Linked DNA regions of Mus musculus: all the other regions are linked to region 1. A link is a contact called in public promoter capture Hi-C data. All regions are on one chromosome and are shown on one strand. The core of a region is the stretch at or near the end of the contact, and the rest is flanking DNA. Distances in the headings are between cores, read along the strand shown.

Region 1 (2,952 bases), core at 212-2,711:
ATAGCTGACTCAATGTTGTCCTCTGAGCTCTACACATTCTAGCCATGGCACCTGTGCTCCCTGTACAAATCATACATCATGCATGCATGTGGGGGGCACACACACAAATAGTAATTTTTGTAGCATGCCAATTATGTCTCAAGAAAGCTGTTATTGAAAATCGCAATGGGTGGAGCAAGAGAGATAATGGTTCAGGGATTAAGAGCACTTGTTGTTGCAGATGTGGCTCACAAACATCTGTAACTCCAATCCAAGGGGATCTGAAACCTTCTTCTGACTCCCTTGGGCACTAGGAAAGCATAGCAAAGCACCTATACACATAAAATAACATCTTCTGTAGAAAAGAAAATAATCATGGTAAAGGATTGTAATGGGGTGTGGATTAAAGTTAACTATGAGCTGATAGTCACAGCTAAGAAATGTGTACATGGAATTTACTATATTATTATTTCTACTTTTGTACATTTTAAATTTTTTCAGTAATTCAAGGCTGACAGCGCTATCATCTTTCACCTGCATTACTGCAATAATCTCTTTACGGGTCACCATGCTTTGCCTTTTCAATGGCCCTTTGCAGTTAATTGGCCCCACTGGGGCCAATTACCTCAAAAATAACTCAAACTACTTCTCTTCTCTACCATGAACTCTTTCAGAGTTTCCATTTCTCCTAGTGTTAAAAAGCAAAGTCCATACAACAGCCTACAAGATCCTATACCACCTATACTCCCTTCCTTCCTCTCCACCAACTATTCTCCCTTGCCCTCTCTGGTCCTTCCTTTTTCCTAGGAAATGCCAAGACAACACATTCCTTCTCAGGTCAGATAAATGTTATGAGGACAGGCAAACAGATTACTATGAATCATTTGCAAAGTAAACTGAGGTGCAGAAGGTAAGACCTTTAGTTGTGAAGGTACACGTGAAAACTTTTTAAAGACTTCAAATGCACTCAAGTTTGATAAACAGCCTAGCCTGATGGCGAACACCTGTTGCTCTAGCACTCGAAAGGCTGAGGCAGAACTTTGAGTTCGAGGTCTACCTGGCCTACAGTGCAAAACGTGTTTCAGAAACAGTTTGATCAACAGAAAATGTCTGCTACCTAAAGAGTTCTAGCACTAGGGGCCAAGCCCTTAGGCGACAGCTGCAGTGAAGGGAAGGGCAGATTCAATCCGACTAGCCTAAATAATCTGGGTAGCGAATAATTAGAAGCTTGCGGCAGAACAAACTGGGCCTAAGGTGGGGGGAAGGGTGTGGACCTCTGGAGTCTCGGAAGCTACGAAACAGCCACCGATGGAGCCCTGTCTTTGGAGAAGAGGACCACACCTGTCAGCAGAGTCGGCCAGAAGTGAAGAGGGCAGGAGCAGAGGGATCCGACCGCTCCGACAGAACCGGAGCTCCTAGAAAGTCCTAGTCAGGCGGTCACCCTTCCCTTCTCTGCAGTGGAAAACTCCACTTCCGGCTTCCGGTGTCGTAAGTGCGGGATCCGGAAGTAAAACACAGACTCAAAGGCTTGGAGATTAACCAGTGAATCAAAACCCCAAAGTGCCATACTCTGTTCCAAAGAAAAGTCTTAGATCGCCAGCCTGCGTCGGCCAGCAGAACACCAGAGCTCTCCTCACTGATAAACATCACACACTTATACACACACTTTTTTTTTGAGACAGGGTCCCATAAGACCAGGGTCTCGAACTCAGAGATCTACCTGCCTCTTTTTTCCCGTCTGCTAGGATTAAAGTAGTGCGTCACCACGCCCACACTCGCCCCTACCCCATTTTCAAGGCACCGCATCCGCACTAAAACACCCAAGTTTCAGTCTGGTCCTGCTACTGGGCTCTCTGCCGCTGGGCCCCCACCAAGGAAAAAGCCTAGAGGAAGCTGCGAAAGTCCAGCTCCGAAGCCAAACTAGCAGCTAGGGAAGGCGTGGCTATGCTGCTAACGGAAGTGGGGTCATCCGGGAAGGTGCAGGGCCTCGAAGGTCCAGCGGAAAGCTAGGCCATACATAATGGCTGGGTGACACAGGAGACGGGGACCCAGGAGAACTGTGTGGAGCTGCACTTATGACAAGACTTTGCGATCTCGAAATTGTAGGGGCAGCGGCATCGGGGAAGGCCAAAGGGCGGGGCTGGCCAGGGATGCGCGCGCATCTCCTCCTGCAATGATAGACTAGCCCGAAGCTCCTCCCCTCCTGCCTCTCCTGAGGCGGGTCAGCTCAGTCAAAGCACACGCCCTCTTGCGTTAAATGGGCCAGCGAAGCTTAGCCCCCGGAAACTGGCTGTGCGCTACAGATCTGTGAACGTGTTTGGCAGCGGCAACTAAACTCAGGTAAAGGGGTGGTCTGATGGCATGTCGGTGGAGGGACATGCTTCACGCTTGTACGCCGCGAGTCCCTTTGATGCGCGCTAATCTACAAGTTTTTAACCCATCCCTTTGTATCCCGCACTTTCCCCGCATTGGGCCCATGAGGACTAGACCTTTAGAAGAGAAGGGACTTTCGGGGATCACCCAACTGGGCCAGAAGAGAGCCGGAGCTGAACTCCATCATCTGCACAATCAAACGTGCTCAGTTCATTGTGGAGTTTCTGGCAGACACCCGAGTACGATACGATGGTCCCATATACAGAGTGTGATGCCGTAACCAGATTTTATCTAGCTGCCCACAGTGGATGTCCTAGGTGAATTATATTAAAGCTTTAGTACTTTCGTAATGTACAGCCCCTAGCGAAGGCAACTTTGGAGGTTATGGCTGGAGCTCAGAGGCAGCAGTTTCTGAATCTCCGAATGCATGTATGCTCGCGCGCGCGCGCGCGCGCGCGCGTACACACACACACACACACAGAGCATTCCCGGCCAGTGGTTTTAGTAATCGTCACCAGCCTGGTGAGAACCCAAAAGACCCTTGGATAAGGTTAAGTTGTCAATGCTCTTTCGTTCTCCTACCATATCAATGAGTCTTTT
Region 2 (2,952 bases), core at 311-2,810, 1.4 Mb after region 1:
TTACATTGCCCCTGTGCCTTTCTAAGGTTCTCTGCGATTTTTTTGAGCTGTTCTTCCCCCTCCTTCAAATATCTCTTTTTTCTCCTTGGCTTACAGGAACAAAGGTTACCCTGTTCCCTGGAGCCTACTTGGTCTTGGGCTTGGGATGGCTCTTCTCCCAAGCCCAGCTCCTGTTTCCCTTCTCCATTGCAGCCTGTCTCTTCTGTTTCACCAAGGTCCGGTTGGAAGGGTTAAAACAGTGTACTCTGATATGGCCATCTTCCCCACAACTATAGCAGAATGTGTCATAATTCTGCTTTCTTGTGCCTTGAGAATCATCCCTGGGCACACCTCCCTTTCTGTGCTGGCCTCTCCTCCTGTGGCGGCGGCGGCGGGAACCCTGGTAAGGCCTTTCCTCAAGAACACTACCAAAGGCCGGAACAAATAGTTCTCTCTCCTCACTGCCTATGTTAGAGGGACTTGGGCCTAACTCCAGCCCCTCATAGCAGCTCCTCTCTGAACCCCTAGTGGCCTCCCACTCTTCCTCCTCCTCACGGAAAAGCTTCACTAGGGCCAGGAAACCAGGTGGCCTTCTACGCTGTTTCAGCATCTTAAGTTTCTCTCGAAGTTTTGCAGAAAGGATAGCCCCACCTAAAATTCGTTTCAGGCGGGTCTGGTTCACATTCTTTCGAGATATTGCATTTTTCTCTAGGGCTTTTTGGAGCAGGGTCTCCAAACGCACCACAAAGCTAGAAACTTTCTCTCCTGGCTCCTGATAAGCCTTGCAAAACTTCAGCTGGGCGATTTTTCGGTTGTCCACAGAGCCAAATACCTGCCGCAGGGCCTCCAGGCACTCCTTCACTGTAATGGCAGCGTTATTGGCACGGAGCACATTGACAACCTGTAGAGCAGGGCCTCTTAAGCATTCCATCAGCCTCCGCCTCTTTTCTACCTCAGGTACCTGCCACATCTGTAACATCTCAGTGGTGTGTTCAAGCCAGGAATCGAAGGCCAATAACCCTGGGATTGATATGGTGTTCCCAGAAAAGACTCTTAGTTCTCGGTACAACATTTGTTCTAGCAGAGGCTGCATCACTGCACCTAGAGTCTGAGCCCAGACCCAGAAATCTGCTGATATAGTCGTTTTGGTAGGTGAATGATTAGAGTGTGTCCCAAGGACCCTGTTCATGTCTGACACTGTTCTCCTCTCCTCTTCTAAGAAGTGATTCAGTCTATTAAGAAATTCATCATCTGAATGAGGGGGTTTTACAACCACTTCCCAGGGCCCACCCTTTCCTTCTATTTCCCTGGGCACCAAAGCATAGTCAAAATCACGTGCAAGTTCCACCAAAAAGGCCTGGGCATTTTCCTCCCTCCTAAACATCCTGCCGATGATCCTGTATCTTCCCAGATGCTTGAGAGCTTCGTGCAGAGTCTCCTCAAACTCATCCTCACTACAGTCCTCTGGAATCCCCAGGATCAGCATAGACCTCTGGGTGTTCAGATGCTCCCCCCTACACCAGTCTTGCAACAGGTTCAATGGCATGGCCCCAACTTCAAGAGACTCTAATGTGGGGGGAGGGGGTGAGTAGGATGTGATGCACATAAATCTGAGGCAAGTCCCAGGAGATCTGTAGCTCCTCCGGGTCTCTAGAGTCTGTAAATAGGGCCAAAGGAAATTAATGCGTTCCCCCGCCCCACCCCCACTCCAGCTCGGCTCCCTACCACACCCAGCCTCCACCTGCCTCCAGCAAAGACACTTCTATAGGTTCCCATCACTATATACTGCAGCCTCCTGTTTACCCTAAAGGCTGCAGCAGTCCCACCGGATTGGGCCCACTGCAGCCCCCTCCCCATCCCAAAGGCTGCAGCAGTCCCACCCGATTGGGCAGAGGGGGCTGCCTGGGCCAGCCGCTTCCTCCTAGAATCTGGTACCTCTTCCTAAGGCAAGATGCTTCCTCAATTCAGTCCCACAGCGAGGTTCCCAGACTGCTCAGAGAGGAGGCGGGGTCGAACACCATTCCTTTCCAGGGTCTCTTGCCAGCTCCTTTGCTCTCTCTGGCCCTCTGGTCCCCGCAAGTTGTCCAATGCGCCGGCGCGGCTCGCCACAGCTCTCTGCAGTGCGGACTTGGGGCGGGGGTGCTGTGGCGCTGGAGCACAGACCCTCTGCGTCGCCTGGGAGACAGCTGGGCCATTGGCGCATGAGGATCACACGACGTGTCTGTTGCCTAGGCCTTGGGCAACCTGGGGCCTCCGGTGACGTCACCTGCTGCTACCCATCCCCAATACACCCCTGCTCCCCCAGCACAGGAGACCCCACCTCAATCCTCTGAATCTGGGGTTTGTGAGTTAGTGTTCAGTTTCCTCCTGCCTTTGGCTGTCCCCAGGTGACATCCTGAATGCAGGCCAGTCCCTCTCTCTCTCTCGAGAATAGACTTCAGGACCGCAGAGTGCTCAGGGGTCTCCACAGAAGGGCACCAGAAAGCTGTGGTGGCCCCTCCAGCTCTGTCTCCTGATCAAGGCCAGGAAGCAGGGGCTCCGAGGTTTCTTCCCCCTGGTGAGTCCCCTTCTAGATCTAGTCCAGTAACAGAGCTGGGCAAGCAACACCTGGTAGATAGATACCACATGAGCTCATATGAGCTCAAACACACCCACCACCACTCCCCACGTAGCACGCACCATCTGGGTGATGCCAGTCTCCATGGGAAGGGGCTTCAGGCATATTCACCACCATGGGACCTGCATGCTTTGCTATCCTTGGGGCCACTGGCTAGCTCATAGAAGCATGGTCCAGCATCTGACAGGCCTTTCCTACTCTGCCTGCTGTACATCCAGGGTCTTGAAAAGCTGCTTTTGAGATTTGAAACCCAAACCCTTGGGTCTGTTTTTTTCCTCTGGCTTCTGATAGTCTAACTTTTTGTATTTGTGGGGGCAGGGGTGCTCCCAGGGAGGCAGTTGAATGGGGGATGTTTG
Region 3 (2,952 bases), core at 292-2,791, 1.2 Mb after region 1:
TGATGCCACACCCCACCAGGAACAAAAGAAAAGGAAATCAATACGCCAAAGGAACATCTGTCCTCCTGAGTTTATTGGCACTATACCTAGAACAGCCAGGAAAATGAATCAACATTATCTAGCAACTGACAGATGCATAAAGAAAGATTACTCCGTAGAATCTCCTCCAGCCTTAAGGATGAAGTTTTCTCATTCGAGGCAATAATGGATGGAATTGGAGGGCACTAATTTAAGTAACTTGCTAGGCACACAAAGCCAAATTAACATGGCAGCAATAGAAATGAAAAGAAAAACAAGACAAAAACAGACAAAAAAAACAGAAGCTAGATCACATGTTTCATCACCTGTCCCCAAAGATAAAACAAGTTGGTAAGAAGGTGACTTATCAGACACCCTGTCCAGAGGGAGAGATGGTTTCCTGCAGAACGAGGTGGAGGAGGTGGTTCTGCTCAGCGGTTAGCAGTGGCCACATCTCCACCTGCAGCTTCTTGATGCCTTCAGTGTCCTTTTCTTGGGCAGCCATGACCAGAGACTGCAATAACAGAAACAGCTCCTCAGGAAGCTGGCCGCTGGTATCCTGGCCATGGCCATCGAAAGCCTCCCAGGAGTACTTCTCCAGGGTCTGGGCATGCTCGGGCAGCAGCTTGGCAGGTGGTGGTTGCAGGAGCAGCAGCAGCAGTACACGGGACACCTCACACCTGACTAGGACGTCAGCAAAGGCACCGAGTGTGCCAGGTGAAGGCGCAACAGAGCCTGGGGCGTGGTCCGGGGGCTGCGGGAGGGGCAAGGTCGAGCCCAAGACAGGTCTCGGCTGGGGTCCCGACAGGGGTGGCTGGGGCCCAGAAGGCGGCTGCGGCAGCAGCTCGAGTTGCTGTACCGGGTGGCCCCCATGCTCCCGTGCCAGGCGTTGCATGCGTGTAAATAGCGCCAGGGCGCCTGTGTAGTCGCGCGCCAACAGCTGGCAGGAGGCAGCATCACCAAGCGCTTGCAGTGCGGCCAGTGGCATCAGGGGCAGGTGCAGCTGGGCAGCCCGCTGAAAGTGACCGGCAGCAGCGGCCGGCTGGCCCACTGCGCGAAGGGCAGCAGCTAGTTCCAGGCACAGTGCAGCAGCGGCGGCAGGCTGGCCGAGCTCGAGGTGCAAGCGCACAGCGGCGCCGAGGGCGCTGGCGGCCGCCTGCAGAGGCTCCCCGTAGGCGGCGGGACAGCCCAAGCGTTGGCGCGCGTCGCACTCCTGCCGCAGGAAAAGTCGGGCCGCCTCTGTGAGGGCCAGCGCTTCCCCGGGCCCATGGAAGAGCGCCTGCTGGCAGCGCGCCACAGCCAGCTGGCACCAGGCAGCATAAGGCAGGCACTCCTGGGCGCGCAGCTCCCGGGCTAGCTGGGCGAACTGCTCCCCGGCCTCGGCCACGTTCGGCTTCCTCAAGAAGCGCTTCTTGAGCTTGTTGGACACCTGCCGATAGCGTGCCAAGAAGTCCCCAGCCTCTGAGCCTGGCCAGGCACCGCCGCCCAAGGAGGACGCAGAGCCCGCAGCCATGTTGACCGGCTAGCCGCGCCGCCTTACTTCCGGTTGAGGGAGGGCTGAGGGGGAACAGCTATGACTAACGCTACGCTGCGCCTAGCCCACAATGGGATCACAATTCATCACCTCCGCTTCCGCCTCAGGCGCCCCAGCGCTCTGCTGTAGCCACAGTGATGTGCAAAGTGCTGTTGAAGGAGGGATATGGAGGACTATAAAAGCCAATCAAGGAAGAAGGGCTGGGTGCCTACCCAAACAGTCCCCGTATGGAATTAAATTCTGCGGGGGTGGGGCTTGAGTGACGCAAATGGAGGGGGCGGGTCCAGTGCCAGTCAAATATGCAAAGGATTTCTCTGCTGCCAGGATTAGCATCGTACCCCTCACTTCCTCAACAAACATGAGACCTGACTGAGCAAGCTAGTACAGGTCCTGCCATGGTGGGAGCCTTTGCTAGTTTACAGCTTATTTACAATCATATACACATTGATATACATATCACCTGCAATCATATACACATTGATTTTGAAAGAGTTTTCATGAAGGATTTTTAGCAGGACATGCACTACCAAAGGCACTTTAAATTAGCTATTGTACATGCATGTGTTTCAATTTATACCAAGTATTTAAAAACAAAGAAGGGATTCCTTTTACTTTATTTTGAACTATCTCAATTAGTCCAAATGATTACCTACCAGAACTTGAACAAAAGGGGGGAGTGTACATTATTAAATTTATATATAAAGGATTATATACTTGCACCTAGTAGAGAATTACGTGCCTGAAAATAATTTGTCAAGATGTACAACAGAAGCTAATTTTCATTTCGCAAATTCTCTTGTCTTCTCCTTAGTTTTTCATGGTGTGATACACTTGGATCCTATCCTCCAAATTCTAAAAAAGCAATCCATTGATCCAAAAGTCAAATGAACTCAGCAAATAAAGGATGTGTTAATTTTCTACTCTTATCGTGAACCAAAAAATAGAATTGTGCATAGCAGACCTATCATTTAAAAGCATCAATGGAGGCCTGAGAGAAAGCTTACTGCTTAAGAGCATTTGTTGCTCTTGCAGAGGACCTGAGTTCATTTCCCAGTAAAACACACAGACACATAAAGAAATAATTTTTAAAAACCATCAATGTCTTGATCAATCTCTCTCTGTCTCTCTCTCCCTCCATCCCTCCTGCCCTCCTGCCCTCCCTCCCTCTGAAAAAAGCCAGTATACCAATTTCTCTCTTAAATGACAACCTATCCCATAGAACAGTGATATATCACATATGTACTTTAGGTTTCAAATGAGTGCATTTATGTATATTGCAAGCAAATGTAAAACAATAAACAACATAATACAGCACATAAATAGAAGAGGCAGGCAGCAAAGTATTATCAAACCAGGCACTTACAACCTTTAGCCAAAAAGACTTAAGATAGCTTAATTAG
Region 4 (2,952 bases), core at 165-2,664, 1.1 Mb after region 1:
AGATTGAACCTGTTTAGAATTTGGATACGCCCCCACATCTCATATCAGACAGCTTTCCTACCCAGGAACTTCCTTCTCAGGCTATGCTGGTGGTTAGATTTCTGACAAGAGAACTCACACTATTTAGCTGATTTTTCCAAGGGGTCTATCATTAACAGGAGGCTAGAAATCACTGCTCTATGTGATTCTAAATACAGATTCAAGGCCACTATGGGGCAATGGACCAGACTGTCAGACACTGAATGTTGTTTCTATAATAATGTCCAATGGGAGAGGGGGTAAGGTAAGGTAAGTCCTACCAGGAGAGGTACTATTCCATTAGCCCCATTTGAAATTTTCTCCTAAAGGAAAATGTAGAGACCGAGATTTAAGAAGAAATGTTCCATTGACCAAGGAGACTGGAGAGGGTTGCCTGCCTCTGAGTCCAAATCTGGTTAGAGGGTATCAGCTGCACAGGGTGAGCCCTCTGGGAAGAGCGCCAGAAATGGGGGTGGGGGCACTGAAAAGGACCATGGGCTTTGGGCAGCAGGCAAGTGGGAGTATGCATGTGTGTAAAAAAAGACATGTAATTAATCACCCAAATATAGACTGGAGCAACCAGCAAAGGAGTTTAGAAGGGGGCAATGGAGTGGTGCCAGAAAATGTGGTTCCAAGGAGGGCCACCTTAAAAGGTCTCTTCATCTGGCGAGAATTCCCTTCTACACCCCCAAATTTCTGCCCCAGGAAACGTACCTGCTCCCGTGCAGTCACCACTCAAATGGAAAGGTAGATTCCCCTCCCCCCAGCCCCTAAGCAGATCCTTCTTCAGGGCCCCAGAGGCCCAACCCCTCCCCCCACACTAGGGGAAAGTCCCTTCAGCCCTAAAGACAGCCCCAAGGACTCCGAGTCGCTGGGGGCTGTGTGTGTGTGTCCACCCCCAGCTCCTGACCCGTCCCCAGTGCTTAGCATCCTCCAAAGAGCAACACAGGCCTCAACACATCCGCGATTCCCGCCTTGGACCGCTGCCCCCAGCCCTGCACTAGAAGGCCTCCGGGCCTCGCCATGCCCACCCACCGCCAAAGACCTTTTCTTTTGACCCCTGGTTTGCTCCAAGGCCCAGCAGCATCCCACTCTACGAAACGCTCCCTTCCCCTTATATTCTTCCGTGGTCCACGCATTCACACAGGCCTCCCAGCACAGCCTCCTGCCGCCCCACACGCTCTCTCGGCCACACATCCTTGCTCACGCACACAATCTCATGATCACTCGAGCTGCACATCCCTCCCATAGTCCGCACGCTCACCCGGCCCACGGCGCCTGACTCTGGGCCCTTGCAGAAGAAGAGCGGGCGCGTTGTAAGCAGGCCCGGCGTGGCAGGAAGCGCCACGGAGCCGCCAGTGCCTGGCGGAGCCCAGAAGCCCGGCAGCGCGTTTCCGGAGCCGGGGGCGCCGCCTGGGGTACTGAGATCGAAGCCCCGCCTCGGCCTCGGTCCCGCCCGGCCTGTCGGCTGCGATTGGCCTGAGAGGGGGGTGGGACAGAAGGGGGCATGTCTGGGGCGGGGTGAGGAGAGGAGGTGGGATAGATGAGACTAGGGGAGTAAAACTCATGAATCCTAAGTGATGAGTGTGGAACGAATGTAAAAACAAATAATGAATAAATAAATGAGCAAAATAAATTGTTAGTGGTGAAGACAATGAAGAAATTGACAAGGCCAGGGCCTTTAGAATGATGGTAGGGCTGGAGGAGGGCACTCAAGAAAAGAGTGCAGGGGTCGGAGTCCTTCTTAAAGTCAGACCTGAGCCCTGTCTATGCCAGACATCAAGAATACAACAGTGAACAAAACTAGACCCTAATGCCTATCTTAAGAGCCACACACCAGGCACTCCAGAGCTCCTGTGAGAGTACTGTAAGCGTATTAGGGACCACACAGCAATAAATAAACAGTAACCTGAATTTCAGAATGGCAGTTTATACCATGAATCCCAAAACAAGCGTCTTGGTTCAGATGTGTTGTAAGCAGCTGCCAATTCAACTTCACTGCTTTGCATTTGTGCATCCTTGGCAGCACAAGTAACTGTTTTCTTAAATATACTGTCTGGTTTCCCGAGGGAGGCACTAATAAACAAAGATCAATACAACATCTCCCGCCCCGAGAAGAGTGATGAGAACTTCACTCAGTATCCATCCAGGTGATGTTTGGAATGACCAGGAGGTGTGGAGGTGTGTGTGTGTGTGTGTGTGTGTGTGTATGCTTCTGTGACACTGCAGTATCTGTGGGCAAAAGCAACATCAAAGATAAACATCTATAATTTTGACATATCCAGTGTAAGAAAGGAAAGTCTGGTGCTGGAGAGATAACTCAGCCTGTAGAGTACTTGTCTTGCAAACCTGAGGACCTGTGAGGAACTTCACTTCCCAGTACCCATGTCAAAAACGAGAAGTCCACTTTTTTTTTTACTGTCCTTTTAATTTTCTGAGACAAAATTTGCTATCAGTAAAATGTATAAATCTATATGGTAAGTTTTGACAAATACCTTTCCTAAACCCCCCTCCAGACACAAACCATGATGAGAAGTCTGGAAAATTTCCAGTCCCATTGCACACATCCTATTTCAGCACAATTCCACAGGAACGCCACTATTCTAAAATTTCTCACTATCGACAGCCTATTTGAGTAATTAATTCCTGTTGCATGGGAATGAAATATATAGTATGTACTATTATCTACTACTCTGTCTGAATTCTTTCCTTTACTCTGATGCTTTTGGAATTCCTCTATATTGCTGAAATATATTTCCTTTCCTTTCATTGCTGAGTCATTTGCCATTGTACTTTACCATGTGGGCTGTTCCTAATTGGAATTGTTATTCACTATATGAACAGTGGTGTATATTTCTGAGTGAACATATGCTTTGTTTTTTTTTTCTGGAGTAAAAACCTGAAAGGGAGAATTTGCTACATAATAGGGTAGTT

The links. Promoter capture Hi-C pulls out the DNA fragments that hold promoters and counts their contacts.
Region 2: a contact with region 1 is called in a promoter capture Hi-C map of liver, with 6 times the contacts expected there. The contact joins the promoter of Pnma3 here to the promoter of Ikbkg in region 1. A contact is called at or near these places in 5 of 39 promoter capture datasets (the 3T3-L1 cell line, the SN4741 cell line, frontonasal cranial neural crest and 1 more) and 1 of 9 other capture datasets (adipose tissue).
Region 3: a contact with region 1 is called in a promoter capture Hi-C map of pre-B cells, with 9 times the contacts expected there. The contact joins the promoter of F8a here to the promoter of Ikbkg in region 1. A contact is called at or near these places in 5 of 39 promoter capture datasets (the C10 cell line, cranial neural crest, hippocampal neurons and 2 more), 1 of 115 datasets of contacts at active chromatin or transcription factors (astrocytes) and 1 of 9 other capture datasets (liver).
Region 4: a contact with region 1 is called in a promoter capture Hi-C map of liver, with 6 times the contacts expected there. The contact joins the promoter of Zfp275 here to the promoter of Ikbkg in region 1. A contact is called at or near these places in 4 of 39 promoter capture datasets (the HPC-7 cell line, hippocampal neurons, liver and 1 more), 2 of 484 Hi-C or Micro-C datasets (B cells and CD4 T cells) and 2 of 9 other capture datasets (adipose tissue and liver).

What each region holds. Positions count from the first base shown.
Region 1 is chrX:74,428,190-74,431,141 of GRCm38.p6, reverse strand. Ikbkg (inhibitor of kappaB kinase gamma) reads right to left here and starts at 1,461. Exons shown (of 10, transcript NM_010547.2): 1 at 1,321-1,461. It overlaps G6pdx (glucose-6-phosphate dehydrogenase X-linked), which reads left to right and starts at 2,262. Exons shown (of 13, transcript NM_008062.3): 1 at 2,262-2,319.
Region 2 is chrX:73,063,395-73,066,346 of GRCm38.p6, reverse strand. Pnma3 (paraneoplastic antigen MA3) reads right to left here and starts at 1,560. Exons shown (of 1, transcript NM_153169.2): 1 at 1-1,560. The coding sequence starts at 1,525. The coding sequence ends at 125.
Region 3 is chrX:73,226,895-73,229,846 of GRCm38.p6, reverse strand. F8a (factor 8-associated gene A) reads right to left here and starts at 1,541. Exons shown (of 1, transcript NM_007978.3): 1 at 1-1,541. The coding sequence starts at 1,531. The coding sequence ends at 386.
Region 4 is chrX:73,341,082-73,344,033 of GRCm38.p6, reverse strand. It overlaps Zfp275 (zinc finger protein 275), which reads right to left and starts at 1,414. Exons shown (of 6, transcript NM_031494.2): 1 at 1,283-1,414.